Regions from separate parts of the Mus musculus genome. Here all the other regions are linked to region 2. A link is a contact called in public capture Hi-C and promoter capture Hi-C data. All regions are on one chromosome and are shown on one strand. The core of a region is the stretch at or near the end of the contact, and the rest is flanking DNA. Distances in the headings are between cores, read along the strand shown.

Evidence for each region. Promoter capture Hi-C pulls out the DNA fragments that hold promoters and counts their contacts. Capture Hi-C pulls out chosen DNA fragments and counts their contacts.
Region 1: a capture Hi-C map of embryonic stem cells shows a contact between it and region 2, with 3 times the contacts expected there. The contact joins the promoter of Oaf here to the promoter of Grik4 in region 2. A contact is called at or near these places in 2 of 484 Hi-C or Micro-C datasets (the HL-1 cell line and embryonic stem cells), 2 of 115 datasets of contacts at active chromatin or transcription factors (embryonic stem cells and pancreatic cancer cells) and 3 of 9 other capture datasets (adipose tissue, embryonic stem cells and liver).
Region 3: a contact with region 2 is called in a promoter capture Hi-C map of fetal liver, with 4 times the contacts expected there. The contact joins the promoter of Pou2f3 here to the promoter of Grik4 in region 2. A contact is called at or near these places in 19 of 39 promoter capture datasets (the 3T3-L1 cell line, 3T3-L1-derived adipocytes, the C10 cell line and 11 more), 1 of 15 datasets of contacts at CTCF or cohesin (embryonic stem cells), 19 of 484 Hi-C or Micro-C datasets (the G1E-ER4 cell line, the HL-1 cell line, the N1E-115 cell line and 3 more), 7 of 115 datasets of contacts at active chromatin or transcription factors (embryonic stem cells, pancreatic cancer cells and stem cell-derived neural progenitor cells) and 3 of 9 other capture datasets (adipose tissue, embryonic stem cells and liver).

Annotation. Positions count from the first base shown.
Region 1 is chr9:43,238,185-43,242,295 of GRCm38.p6, forward strand. Oaf (out at first homolog) reads right to left here and starts at 1,632. Exons shown (of 4, transcript NM_178644.3): 1 at 1,123-1,632. The coding sequence starts at 1,389.
Region 2 is chr9:42,941,965-42,946,363 of GRCm38.p6, forward strand. It overlaps Grik4 (glutamate receptor, ionotropic, kainate 4), which reads right to left and starts at 2,407. Exons shown (of 21, transcript NM_175481.5): 1 at 2,363-2,407.
Region 3 is chr9:43,203,821-43,208,242 of GRCm38.p6, forward strand. Pou2f3 (POU domain, class 2, transcription factor 3) reads right to left here and starts at 1,935. Exons shown (of 13, transcript NM_011139.2): 1 at 1,834-1,935. The coding sequence starts at 1,861.

The DNA of each region.
Region 1 (4,111 bases), core at 382-2,881, 300 kb after region 2:
GAGGAGGGAAGAGGAGGGATGGCTATTTAGTCCTGGATATTCGTCACTTCTGTTCCTCTCCCAAAGACAGAGGGGTGCAATGCCTCCTTTTAGGGGGAAGAGCTGAGAGTGGATGATTAGAAGACTCTCCTCCCCCCAACCATGAGATAAGGTCTCACTCTGTAGCTCTGTATAGCCTTGAACTTGTGTTCCTCCTGTCTTAGGCTCCTGGGATGACTGGGGTGGCATTTCACTGTCTTTTCTTTCAGAGATTTCTGTTGTTGGGTCACCGTCACTCAGCACCCTGGAGTTCCATTTCTGGATAACTCTAACATCTCTTCTTCTCTCCATACCACCACACCCACACAGAGACAGAGACAGAGACAGAGACAGAGAGAGAGAGAGAGAGAGAGAGAGAGAGAGAGACGGGACGGGAGGGGGGCAGCTAAACTGTGGACTTCACCAGCCCCTGTCAGGCATGGGCGGAGACACCGACCACCCTTTCCAACTGAGGGGAACCTCCCCTTTTCTCTCCTCCCTTCCCCCAACTCTGCCTAGGTCCTCTGGCTCCCAAGTAGTTCAGCCCTTCAGGTTACAGAGGAGAGCTGCTACCAGACTTGGGAGGGACCAAGGGCAGACAGCTCTGCAGGGAAAGCGATCCCGGAATGGTGCTCCAGGCTGGAGGTCTTGAAACCGCTTCCTTGCCAAAGAACAGCGGAGTAAGGGAAACTAACTTCACACCAACACAACAGGGAGAGCCCAAGGTCCTCTTGCCACCTGTGGATTTCCCCTTTAGTCACAGAGGCAGTGGCAAGAAAGGAGGCCTTGTTAACAAGAACTTTTGTCGGAGTGTCAGCTTGGAGTGCTGAGGAGGGAGCGGGCTTTGAAGCCGGTCAGTGCGTGAGAAGGGCCTTGGTTACTCAGAGCCAAGCAACAAAAAAGCTAGAGGGGTTCACGAAAGAGAATAAAGACCGGGATCTGGGTGCCAGAGAGTGGGCAGCGAGTTAGAGAGGTGACCTTGGGCATGTCACGTTCCCCTTTCGGCACTGCGTTTCTCTTCTGCGGGCTTGAGGGTTCCTGGGACGCCCGACAGCTTGCCCGCCCTCCGTGGTGGGTGGGACAGGACTCTTGATGGTACCTCACCTTCTTGAAATCCGCGATGAAGGAGATGAGAGTGCCGTCGGGTTTGCGCAGATCAAGGCTGATGCTGTCCGCGTCGCTGTCCGCCTGTAGACTCTCCTCGATCACCTGGCTGTCGGGCAGTCTCACTCGGACCCGCAGCTCGGCCGGAGCGCCGCTGCCCGCGCCCACGCCGTGCAGCGCCCCAAGCAGCAGCGGCGACAGCAGCAGCAGCAGCAGCGGCAGCGCGGGGCGCGCCGAGGGGACGTCGCGGCAGCCAGGGGGCCGCATCCCCGGGGCCCCCGGCGCGCCGCGTGGGGGAGGGGAGACGCGCCTACAAAGTTTGCTCGAAGTTGGGGGTCCGGTTCGGGGATTCCCGGCAGTCCCCTACTTCTAGAGGGGAGACTCAACCCGGAGGTTCCCCACGACGTGCAGCGAATTCACGTGGGCCGCGTACAGCCACGCACCCCGAGTCCCGGACGGCGCCCCCCGTGCGTGTCCCCTAGCCGCCCCGATTCCTGAGCTCCGGACTCCGTTCAGCACTTTTCATTCAATCCCACCCCCCGTCACTTCCTTCAGAAAACAGAAACCACCAGGACCTGCCTTAAAGAGACCGCGCACCTCTTGGCCCTTAAAGGGACCGCAGTGGCCCAGAGAGGGGCGGGGATTGGGGACCACGGGGCTCAGCCGCTTTGTGGTCTAGGCTGGCTTTCTCTGGATCCCTCCCTCCCGCCGCGCCCCGTCACCGGCCGGGCCTTGTCCAGAGTTTGCGCTCCGGGCAAATCCCTTCCTCCCATTAAGGGCGGGACGGGTGACTCCCCCGCCCCCTACACCCCTCTGGCTTGTTCTGGTGCCACGTGGATGAAATAATCGGGCTTGGGTTTTCAGAGGTTTTGCTTAGTCTTTTAGTTTCTCTGACACAGCGAATTTCTCAAAAGCGGCTGGGGGAAAAAATCAGGCCTCACCTAGCATTCTGGTCTTTTCCTAGGTCGGGGAGTGCAATTAGGGGTTGAGGGCCATCTGTGCATCCATCAGGTGTGAGCTGTTTTTGTAAGTGAGGCGGCCAATCTGGATGCGGCCATCAAGGAGCTTAACACTTTATGAGCCGTTATTCAGTTTTCTCTCCTGTGTTCAGTCAGCCTTTCTCCAGCCCAGCCCACCGCTCAGGGCCTCTGCTCTTTCCGATAACGGAAGCACCAATCAAGGGCCACAAAAAGACACTCCTGCTGTGCCAGAGACTCCAATAAGCTGAGTGAAGACTTGGGGAGCAGGATTCCCCTCTGGTTGGTGACACACAAGCATACTTTGAAAATTGTTTGAGCCTAACTGTCTGCTAGTGAACACAGAGGGTTGGGCGTCCCTGGAGATAAGGCCCCCTGGGCATGGCCAGGACCATTGTTTCTCCTGTCCATTGCCACTTCTGTTTGTTCCAGGTGCCCTGTGGTCTCTAGGGTCTTGATGACAGATGGTTGAAACTGTGCCTCCCCACTCCACCCCCTTCATCTTTCCTTCCTAGGGGATCTCTAGCACATGATCCACCCCCAACTAGCATGAGCCCGTCCTTTGGAACACATATAGGACTGAAGGGGACTTAAGATGTCCTCCATCAGCTAGAGAAAGTACCCAAGGAGCTGAAGGGATCTGCAACCCTATAGGTGGAACAACATTATCAACTAACCAGTACCCCCGGAGCTCTTGACTCTAGCTGCATATGTATCAAAAGATGGCCTAGTCGGCCATCACTGGAAAGAGAGGCCCATCGGACTTGCAAACTTCATATGTCCCAGTACAGGGGAATGCCAGGGCCAAAAAGTGGGGGTGGGTGGGTGGGTGGGAGGGTATGGGAGACTTTTGGGATAGCATTGAAAATGTAAATGAGGAAAATACCTAATAAAAAAATGAGAATTAAAAAAAGATGTCCTCCATCTCACTCGGGGCTTCCTAAATTTGCCCTACTTCAACTGTCACTTTGATATTCATTATGACACAGCTTCCAGGATCCTTAAGCCTATAGGTTCAGACTTTCTGGGAGAGGACAGGGAGGCAGCCCTGGCAACAAGGTCCAGTGTGGTGCTTGATAAGCCAGAGGTTGGTAGACACTTGGTCCTTGACAGCATCTTTATGGGGAAGCACCTGGCTCGAGGAGTATCTTTTCCTCACTCTGGGGAGTTGGGGCAGGCTGCCAGACAATAACTGGATTGTTTCCTTGGGGTCTTAGAGCCTGAGCTGGCAGCACCGAATTGCCTGGGGTCTCAGAGCTGGCCTCTTGCCTGACAGGATGCTAGATCTCAAAGAGGCCTTCGAGCTGGGAGTGCCCCCATGAGTCAGTTCCATAGTCATTAGGGGCCTCACCCAAATTTCCTAACTTCCTCTGTTTCGGGTCCTGTCCCATCCATCATCACTGGTTCTGTCCCAGGCCCCGGACCCTCCCCCGAGTCCAAAGATACCCACCTCCCCCAACCCCCAGTCCCCAACAAGAACCAAGAAGAGTCTCTATTTCTCTCTTCAGACTTTGTGGCTTGGAAACACAGATGGAAGATGCATCTTCCCTGTGAATAGTCCTTCTCCATTTCAACCTAATCTCTCTTCTTGTTTGTTTGTTTTTGTTTTGTTTTTCGAGACAGGGTTACTCTATGTAGCCCTGGCTAGGCTTCTCAAACTGGCCGGCCACAGAGACCTATCTGCCTCTGCCTCCCGAGGGCTGGGATTAATGGTGTGTGCCTCTACTGTCCAGCCTGCTCTGTCTTTTAAAACAATAGAGAACACGCCGCCTCTTCCACGAGCCACAACCATGGCCCTAGTTCTTTCTGGTGACTGTACCAGGTCTTCAAGATTGGAGAGAAAAAAAAAATCCAGGTTTCCCAGCAAGAGTTTCTGAGTCACCTACCGACCTTTATATGCCCTGTTCTCCTCAGCCTCTGCACTACAGCAAGAATAATCACACAGCTACCATTCATTTTAGGGGTTTGGTTTTGTCTTTGAGATAAGGTCTCACTGTGTATGTAGCCCAGGC
Region 2 (4,399 bases), core at 1,157-3,656:
CGGGCAGCCCAGAGCAAGAGCACTGGACTACGAACCAGAGTCTGCTGGGGCAAGTATAGTTCTCTGAGCTTCAGTTCCTGTGGGCCAACCAATTTGGCTGCTGGCAGACACAGCAAAGGCTACTGAGGATGAAGTGGGCCGGCTGTGCAGCATCCAGAGGCCTGCAGAAGGCTGTCACTCAGAAGGGACAAGTACTCTGTGGTAGGACCAACACGCCTCTTCCAGGCACAAAGCACAGCACAGCTACCCTCCTCGTCAGTGACTCTGGCTTCCTGTTGGGCACTGGGCTTTCTGGCTCACCCAGGCCTGCTTACCCTCTTCCTATCTCTGGGAACTGAAGTCTCTAGAGAGCAGCTGCAGCTCCTCCAGAAAAAATGCACTTCCCTCTGTCATGCAAAAGTTCTCTCTGCATTCTAAGGGAGCCCAGACTGGAAGGCTTTAGAACAAACTTTCAGAGCTGAGAAAGCTTCCGTCAAGATTGAGATGTCTATTGGAGAAAGGGAAAACATGAAAGCCCAACTCCCCCCGTCCATCAAACCCACTCTGTCCCCCACTGCTAGAACCAACCCTGCCTTCAGGTCTCAAGTGGCAGGTCCAGGAAAACAGAGGGTGGCGCTGGAGACTGACGCAAGGCTGGTGGGCAAGCCCAGGCCACAAGAAATGAACATAATCTGGAAAATTAAACAAACCCAGACACTGTAACGTGTGCATATTAGATTAACTCTCTAAAGGGTCACGACCTTGAGGAATACATCCAGCCAGTGAGGAAAATAATAAACCTGATTAACGATGAAGCATGAGCCACGGCCTCCGCAAAGAAAGCCAGCCTGAAGAGGCCCGGCGGAATTCCAGGGGCTTCCTTCCCTGGCAGAGCTGGAACTCAGCCGACCTCTCCAGCCCCTTGCCACCACTAGGACACTCCAGGATCAAAGCAAGACAGGATTGCTCCCTCTCAAGCCACACCCCTGCAGCTCTGACCCAGGGACTACAAGGCTAGCTTTTCCAGGTGCTCCCAAAAGGGACACTACCACCAGACGACCCACTGGAGCCAAAAAGAAGATAGTTCTCTTTGTCCCTGGCAGGGCTCAGATCCTCTTGGCCAACCCTCAGCCCTCCTGCCCTGGTCTCAAGAGATACCTACTTGTCAGGCACAGTGGCCAGGCCCAGCCAGAGTTCCCCTCCTCTTTCCAGACAGCCCAGGCCCCTGGGAGACATGCCCAGAAGAGCCACTGGAGGGAGGCAGGGAGGTGGCACCGCGTGGCATCACCAGACAACAGCACCAAGAGGAAGATGGCAGCATCAAGTACAGATGCCAAGAACCACACAGCCCAAGGTCCAAGAGGGGACCAGCTCAGCCTGCATAGCCTGGCTACAGCCAGGCAACCTGGCCCGCGTGCCTTGTCTATCCCTTTGGTCGCGCCTCCCCCAACCCCAAAGCCCTGGGCCAACTCTCCCCAGGCTCCACCTCCTCCCTCACTTTCCTCAGCTCCAGGGAGCCCAGGGAGGGAGGCACAGGTGCTCTTGGCGCCTTGGACAAACCCCCTGTCCCAGCCGTCACCAGGGCGCCTTCCACCCCAAGCTGGGTCGGAACCACTCCGGCTCTGCCCGGTCCTCACTAAAGAACATCTCCTTAGCTCCCCTCCCCCTCCACTGATCCCCTTCCCCCTCCAGCGCCCAATGCAGGTCTCCAGAGTTTTTCCCTTACTTCCCACTCGGGTGAACTAGGGTGGGATGGCTAAGAGGCCCATTAGTCGCAAGAAGGAGGGTCATTTCTGATAGGACGCTGGCTTGGCCCAAAGCAAGACGGCGTGCAGGGTTGGGGGTGTGGTGGTGGCCGGAGTCCAGGGCCCGAGCAGGGGTGGTCAAGACAGATGGCAAAGAGGGAAGGGAGAAGGGGGCTCAGAAGCCGGGCTGGTCTGATGGAAGACTGTGGCGGGCAAGAGCGGCCCGTAGGAGAAGCCGAGGGTGACGAGGCGGGGTAGAATCGCCAGTGTCGGGAAGGGGCCGTCATCCCTGCAGGGGGCAGAGGCTGGGCTGGGAGTTGGACTGGGAAGAGGGAGGATCACAGAAGGAGGATCGGAGCGGAGGAGAGGAGGCGCAGGGGGAAGCAGGCAGGGATGGAGACTAGGGGAAGTACGGGGCAAGGTGGCGGGGGCTCAGCGGAGAATCCGGGGTCGCAGGCATCAGAGTGCAGGGGACTGGGCAGCTGGAGGCGGGAGCGGGGCCAGGCAGGGTGCGGGCCGCGGCCCGGAGGGAGCTAGCGGCGGAGACGTCAGAAGTCGGGGTGCGGCGCAGCCCCGGGGGGCGCGGGGAGACAGCGTAGGGCGCCGGTCGGGGGCGGCGCGGGGGCTGCTGCCCTTACCTGGGCGGCTCCGCACTCCGGGCGCCAAGCTGGGGACCCGACGTTGCTCGGCCGGCGGCCCGGCTGTTGTTTTCCCTTTTTTTTTTTTTTTTCTTTTTTTTTTTTTCTTCCGCAGCGGCGGCGGCGGCGGCTCCAGCTCGATCCGCCAGCAGCCGAAGGCAGAGTCTGTGTCCGGCTGCGAGCGAGCCGGGAGCGGGCAGCGCGGGAGGCGCGCGGAAAGGCGCTGAGGCGCCGCCCGGCGGGCAGTGAGGGAACTGCGGCGGTCCCGCACGCGGCCGGCCGGGGAGGGGGCGTCCCTTCCGGGCCGCGGCCGCCGGAGTCTCCGCTCGCCGGCGGGGTCTTTAGCTGGGGACCCGGACCTAGGTAGCCGAGCGGCGAGGCGGGGAGGCCGGAACAGACAGAGCCAAACTTGCAGCTTCCCTGATCCGGACGATCGGGAGACGGCGGGCCGGGGATGGGGGGGCTCCGGGTGGGCGCTGCAGAGGACTGACCCCCAAGTGAGGAGCTGGGGTACACTTCACCATCCAGCGCCAAGGGGCAGCCCGCCCTGGTCCGCAGGAGTTATTAGCTTGGCCTGCTTCGGTGGGCGAAGGGCGACTCCTGGTGGCGTTTTAGGGGCCAGACCTAGGGGACGAGGCGTAGAGACTGCGGCCTCCTCGGTGGTGGCGCGGAGCTGGGTGAAGCTTTGCTTTAGCAAGGCCAGATAGACCACAATGTTTCAGGAGGCCGAAGAACCACAGCTCACGTTTGGAAGTCTACTGGTTTGTGCACACAGACCTCCTGGGAGAAGTTGTCACTTTATGCTACACATAAGGAAACCTCGGCCTAGGAAAGGTGAAAGACCTAGCCTTCACCAGGAGCTGGGGGCTGGACCAAGAGAGAACCAAGCTACTTGGTTTGAGGGATCATTTGGCCACATCATAGCAGCCTTGGGGTGGGTGGGTGGGGGGCTAGAAAAGGAGAGGGCAGAGGAGCAGGAGGCCTCAGGGGGTCAAGTGACTTCCTCAAACCGATTAGTTCCTCATTTCAAACCCAGAGTCTTAGCCGTAGACAAACCCGGAAAGCATCTAAGCCAGCCTCCCAATCGTCTCCCACTCTTCCTTCACACCTAACCACCTGCTTACCCTAAAGTCTCCACGAAGGGGCTGTTCTAGGCATTCTTGGTTGGTTCTAGGGCCTGGGAGGACAATATACACGGACTACAGGATATTTGTTGACACTCCCTATATCATGCCGGGAGGGCAGCAGAGCTGAGTTACCTGCTTGGGGGGCTGGGGGGGGTGGCGATTGTGGTTGTAAGAGCCTGTTCTCTCTCCCACCTCCTCTCCCAGACTGGACTTTATGAGTGCTCTGTTGGCACAGGACCGGCCACTCTGGATAGCTCCAGTCCCTTCGGTCTTTCCTCAATCAACTGTCAGACGGATGTCAGGAACACAAGCTACCTGACTTTCTACTGACCTAATAAAACCAATCCATGAGGTTAAGTTGAATCCAACCTGCCTCAGCACAGGTCAAAGGTTTCCATATTGGATAGGATTCCATTTCTTCAGTCCAGTTTTTTTTTTTTTTAACATTTATCCTGTGTCAAGACTACACCATTTATTCAAGTGCCATTCCCAAAGGCTTTCACATCAACTTGGCAAGGTGGACCTTACCCTGCCTTCTGAATGAGTTGAAGGTGATCTGTGGGACACTCCTATCCTATCCTGAGGTGACTGCAGCGCCTTTCCCTGCCTTGGAATGCTAGAACCTGTTAGCGTGAGTGAGAGGACGGTATCGGTAGTGTATGCAGAACCTGCTCTGGGCTGACAGCAGTGAGGGGCATCCCTGTGAGCAGGATAAGTTATTTCACAGTCCCTGGTGACTTCAGAGTGACATGCATGGTTCTTAGTCTACTGGAAGAATTCAACAACAGCACGCCCATAGAGGTTTAAGAGTTAGGACAGGAAGATAATTCAATATGAAAAACGTTTCTTCGTATTCGTTGGCCTTGGAAGCTCATTCTATGAGCCAAGGGAGGTGTGAGGGGTTGGTTTT
Region 3 (4,422 bases), core at 685-3,184, 260 kb after region 2:
GTGAGAGCAGAGATGCTGGGCAGACCTCTGAGGAGCATCAGCTGGGGGCTTGCATGGAGGATGGGCCTGGGCTTCTCTCCCAGCTTCTCTCCTCTCTTGCTCTCTACCAGACCCTCCCAGCTCCCAAGCTGCTAGGATCCAGCTGTTCTACCTCCTCCCACTTCCTTAGGGAGAAGCCTCCAGTAGGCAGGGAGGTGGAAACCCCCCCAGGAAGTCCCTGATTTTGGTTCTAGAGAACTCCCTACTTTCTATTGAGTTACCTTTGGACAGAGCTCCATTCGAAGCCTGGCTTTCCTGATAGGAAATGGGGGGGTGAAATGCCTGCCCAGAGGACCTGTCCCCAGGAACTTCCCAGTCCACGTATTGCTTTGGGTCTGAAGACTCTCCTCAGACACTGGAGTACACCCAGTTGGATGGTTCCTTCAACCTCACCTAGTCCTTCCTGGCAAATCCTGGGGCACCAGCCACTGAGTGCCAACATCTCTCCACTTGTACTCATCCCTGCTGGGAAACAGCATTAGTGAAACCAGGCATCAGGGCCCTCCTGGACCCCAACTAATGTCTGCTTCCAGGAGTGATGGGAGACAGGAAGATCTAGCCTGTTCTGCTTCTTGGAGGTGGGTCAGAAGATCTACTTTCTCCCCCCTTCCCCTTTTCTCCTTTTCCTCCTTTCCTCCCATCCTGTTCTTCTAGAGCAATCCATACAATTTCTACAGCAACCCTCAAGTCCTAAGGAAAAATTACTAGGCCCTTGCACTGTGTGCAAGAGGTAAGGTACTAGGCTGTGAGTGGTCAAATTAGGTACAGCTTTTTGCATTTTGATTCTGTTACTTGCCCAACACCTCAGGCAGCCAATGAGAAGATCAGCCCTTTCCCCCACCTCAACCCATCAGCAAGTCTAACTTTCTAGCTTAGTAGCATCCTTAGCCCAGCAATGCACAGAGGATCAAAGTGATTGACAGGGCTGGGTCTCTCCACGCCCACCTCCCATTTGTAAGCTACAGGGTAACTGACTCCGGGCTATTTCATCTCCTGGTTTCCTCAGGAAAGGAGGTCAAAGGATATCGGACTCAGATGTGCCTGTTGCCATCCCCTCTGGCATATAGACCCATTATGCATTGAGCCCATAACATAGATGACCAATGGATAATGAGTGGACACACCTCCAACACAACCGGAACACGTGTGGTCCAAGTCTCATCAGGTTCTTTGGCGCTTACTCCACCCATCCTCCCAACACACAAGGGGGACAGACAGACACTCATGACACACATACACACAAACACATGCTTGCACAAGCCCTAATCAATGAACGATCCCGTGGCATGGCATCTGCCCCAGGTGCGCCTTTGGATTTGCTCCACCCTACCCACTTCCCCTAGGCACCCCCCATGCCCACTTTGCCTGCATTTCACACAGGTGCCCGGACACCAAACACGCAGCATGTGGATACACGTATGCACTCCCAGGTCCACACCCTAGCTGAGTGATTGAACCACCCAACTCCTGCAACCTCCTGGGACTCCAGTGCTTCAGCACACCCAAGTCCCACGCACTAACTCCCCAGATCTGGGGCTTCAGGAACTTCATGCCTCTCTCCATTGTTCTCCAAGATTTCATATTTCAAAGTTGCTCCTTTTAACCCCTCTCCCCATACCTACCTATCCACGCCAGCCCGGAAGGACCCGCTATCCGCATCGCCCTCTCCTGGCCGCCGAGGAGTTAACGCCACCCCCACCCCCCAGCCCCTCGCGTGGTGCAATGGTGTCCCTGTCCTTGGTCCCTTCCCACGCGCAGTGACACCTGTCGGAGCTCACTCCCTCTTCCCCTTACCTGTGTGCATGGGCTCCAGATTCACCATCCTGCCCCAGGCGGGGCCAAAGCCTGCGCCCCCCCAGGTCCCTCGCTGCTGCCCCAGCCTGGCCCCCGGGGAAGCCAGGGTCTCCCTCCTCCCGCCCTCTGCCGCCGCAGCTGCAGCCCCTACAGGAGCGGCTGCCACCTCGGTCGCACACTCCGCTGCTCCGGCCCCGGCAGGACTCCGCGGACAGGCTTAGCACACTCCCCAGGTGAGCACGCGGCGCGGGGCGGGGGCCTCGGCCACGCCCCCTGGCAGGGCCCCCGCGCTTGGTCCCGGGCCCATGCAAAACAGGGATTTGCATACGTGGAACTGGGGGCCGGGAGAGGGGTGTCAAGGTGCTGCCGGGGCGGGTCCCGACCCTGAGGAACACCTGTCCGTCGAGACCCCGCCTGGCAGTCCTTCCCCATCACGCCCTCAGCGGCTCCTACTCCTGGGGCAGTTTTGCTCTTTCGGGGAACCCCAGGCTTCTGCCTAGTTGGGCTCCAGAAGAGTAAGCAGTGCTGCTCAGAACCTGCGAGTGTTTGGAGAAGACAAGGGGTTGCTGCGAATGGTCTTGCCTTCCAACCGCTTACCACCGCCGTGGCTTGGGTCAGGCTGTTCACCTCTCTGACCCCATTTTACTCATCTATACAACGGGGCCTGTGGTTAATAACTGCTATCTATGAGAGCTAAGCAGGTGACTAAACCGGGCTGATTTCCTGTGGTTTACCCTTGTCACTTGCAGCAGCTTCTTCTGACTCTTTCCAGGGCTCTTTCCAGAGAGACACGGCTGTCCCTTTCCTGCCGGTTCCCACCATCAATCACCTCTGGTCCCAAGTTATGAGGGAGAAGGGTGTGGAGAATATTCGCCAATGTCAGCAGTTGTGATGGAGTTCACTTTTCAGGGACTGGAGTGACTTATCCAAACTCTGCAATTTGCCAGAGATGGAGCCTGCAAGGGCAAAAATCTCCCACTCTTCAGGGGCCAGCGAGTGACTCTGTGCCTCAGAGGAACACATCCAGCCAGCTCAGAAAGCCGTGTGCTGACAGGAGGGCAGAGCTTCCCTTTTCATCTCCTTTCCAGATACGATCCCCATTAACCTTCCACCCCCAGCCCCAGCCCAAGTCATTTCCGAGGATGGTCTTGGGCTTTTCAGCCTTAAAAGGAAGAAAGAGAAAGAAAGAAAGAAAGAAAGAAAGAAAGAAAGAAAGAAAGGAAGGAAGGAAGGAAGGAAGGAAGGAAGGAAGGAAGGAAGGAAGGAAGGAAGGAAGGAAGGAAGGAGCTGGAGAGATGGCTCAGCAATTAAGAGCACTGACTGCTCTTCCAAAGGTCCTGAGTTCAAATCCCAGCAAGCACATGGTGGCTCACAACCATCTGTAATGAGATCTGACTCCCTCTTCTGGAGTGTCTGAAGACAGCTACAGTGTACTTACATATAATAAATAAATAAATCTTTTTTTTAAAGTATACTTTTCTCCTGAGATTTCCATTCATAATACCCCAAGCTTACTGTGCTTCCGCTCTGGACTTAGCATGGTGCTGAAAAACTTTAAGGGTGTCTTTAATATTATTATTATTGTTATTGTTATTATTATTACTGAAGTGCTGTAAGTTCAGAATCAAGATGCTTATGCATGTTAAGCAACTCCAAAGCTGTATTCCCAGTCGGTTCCAATTTTGAGACAGGGTCCCCTTATAGAGTCTAAGACATTCTCCAAAATGTAATGCACATTAAATAAACCCTGTAGGGGCTGAAGAGATGGCTCAGTGGTTAAGAGCACTGACTGCTCTTCTAGAGGTCCTGAGTTCAATACCCAGCAACCACATGGTGGCTCACAACCATCTGTGATGGGATCTGACAACCTCTTCTGGTGTGCCTGAAGAGAGCGTACTCACATAATAAACAAACAAACAAACAAACAAACAAATAAATATTTAGGCAGGCGGTGGTGGCACATGCCTTTAATCCCAGCACTTGGGAGGCAGAGGCAGGTGGATTTCTGAGTTCGAGGCCAGCCTGGTCTACAAAGTGAGTTCCAGGACAGCCAGGGTTATACAGAGAAACCCTGTCTCAAAAAACAAATGAACAGGGGCTGGTGAGATGGCTCAGTGGCTAAGAGTGCCAACTGCTCTTCCAAAGGTCCCGAGTTCAAATCCCAGCAACCACATGGTGGCTCACAACCATCCGTAATGAAATCTAATGCCCTCTTGGAGTATCTGAGGACAGCTACAGTGTACTTACATATAATAAATAAATAAATCTTTAAAAAAAAACAAATGAACAAACAACTCAGTACACAAACAACCAAACAACCCCTGTAATAGTAGCATGGTGTCTATTTCACAGATGGGAACACTGGGGCTTAGGGAGTTTAACTTGCCACACAACACAGCCCATAAACACCAAGAACAGAATCTCCTCTGTGTTCACAGCACTACTCTCTTTGCTCTAGTGAACCATTTAAATGCCCTCTTTTTTTGAAGCTGGAACTGATCTGGTGCTGGGGAAATGGAGAGGCCCACCTATATCCTCTCTATTTTCCCCTTAGTACTGGGGATTGAACTCCGAGCGAGCATCCTGCAT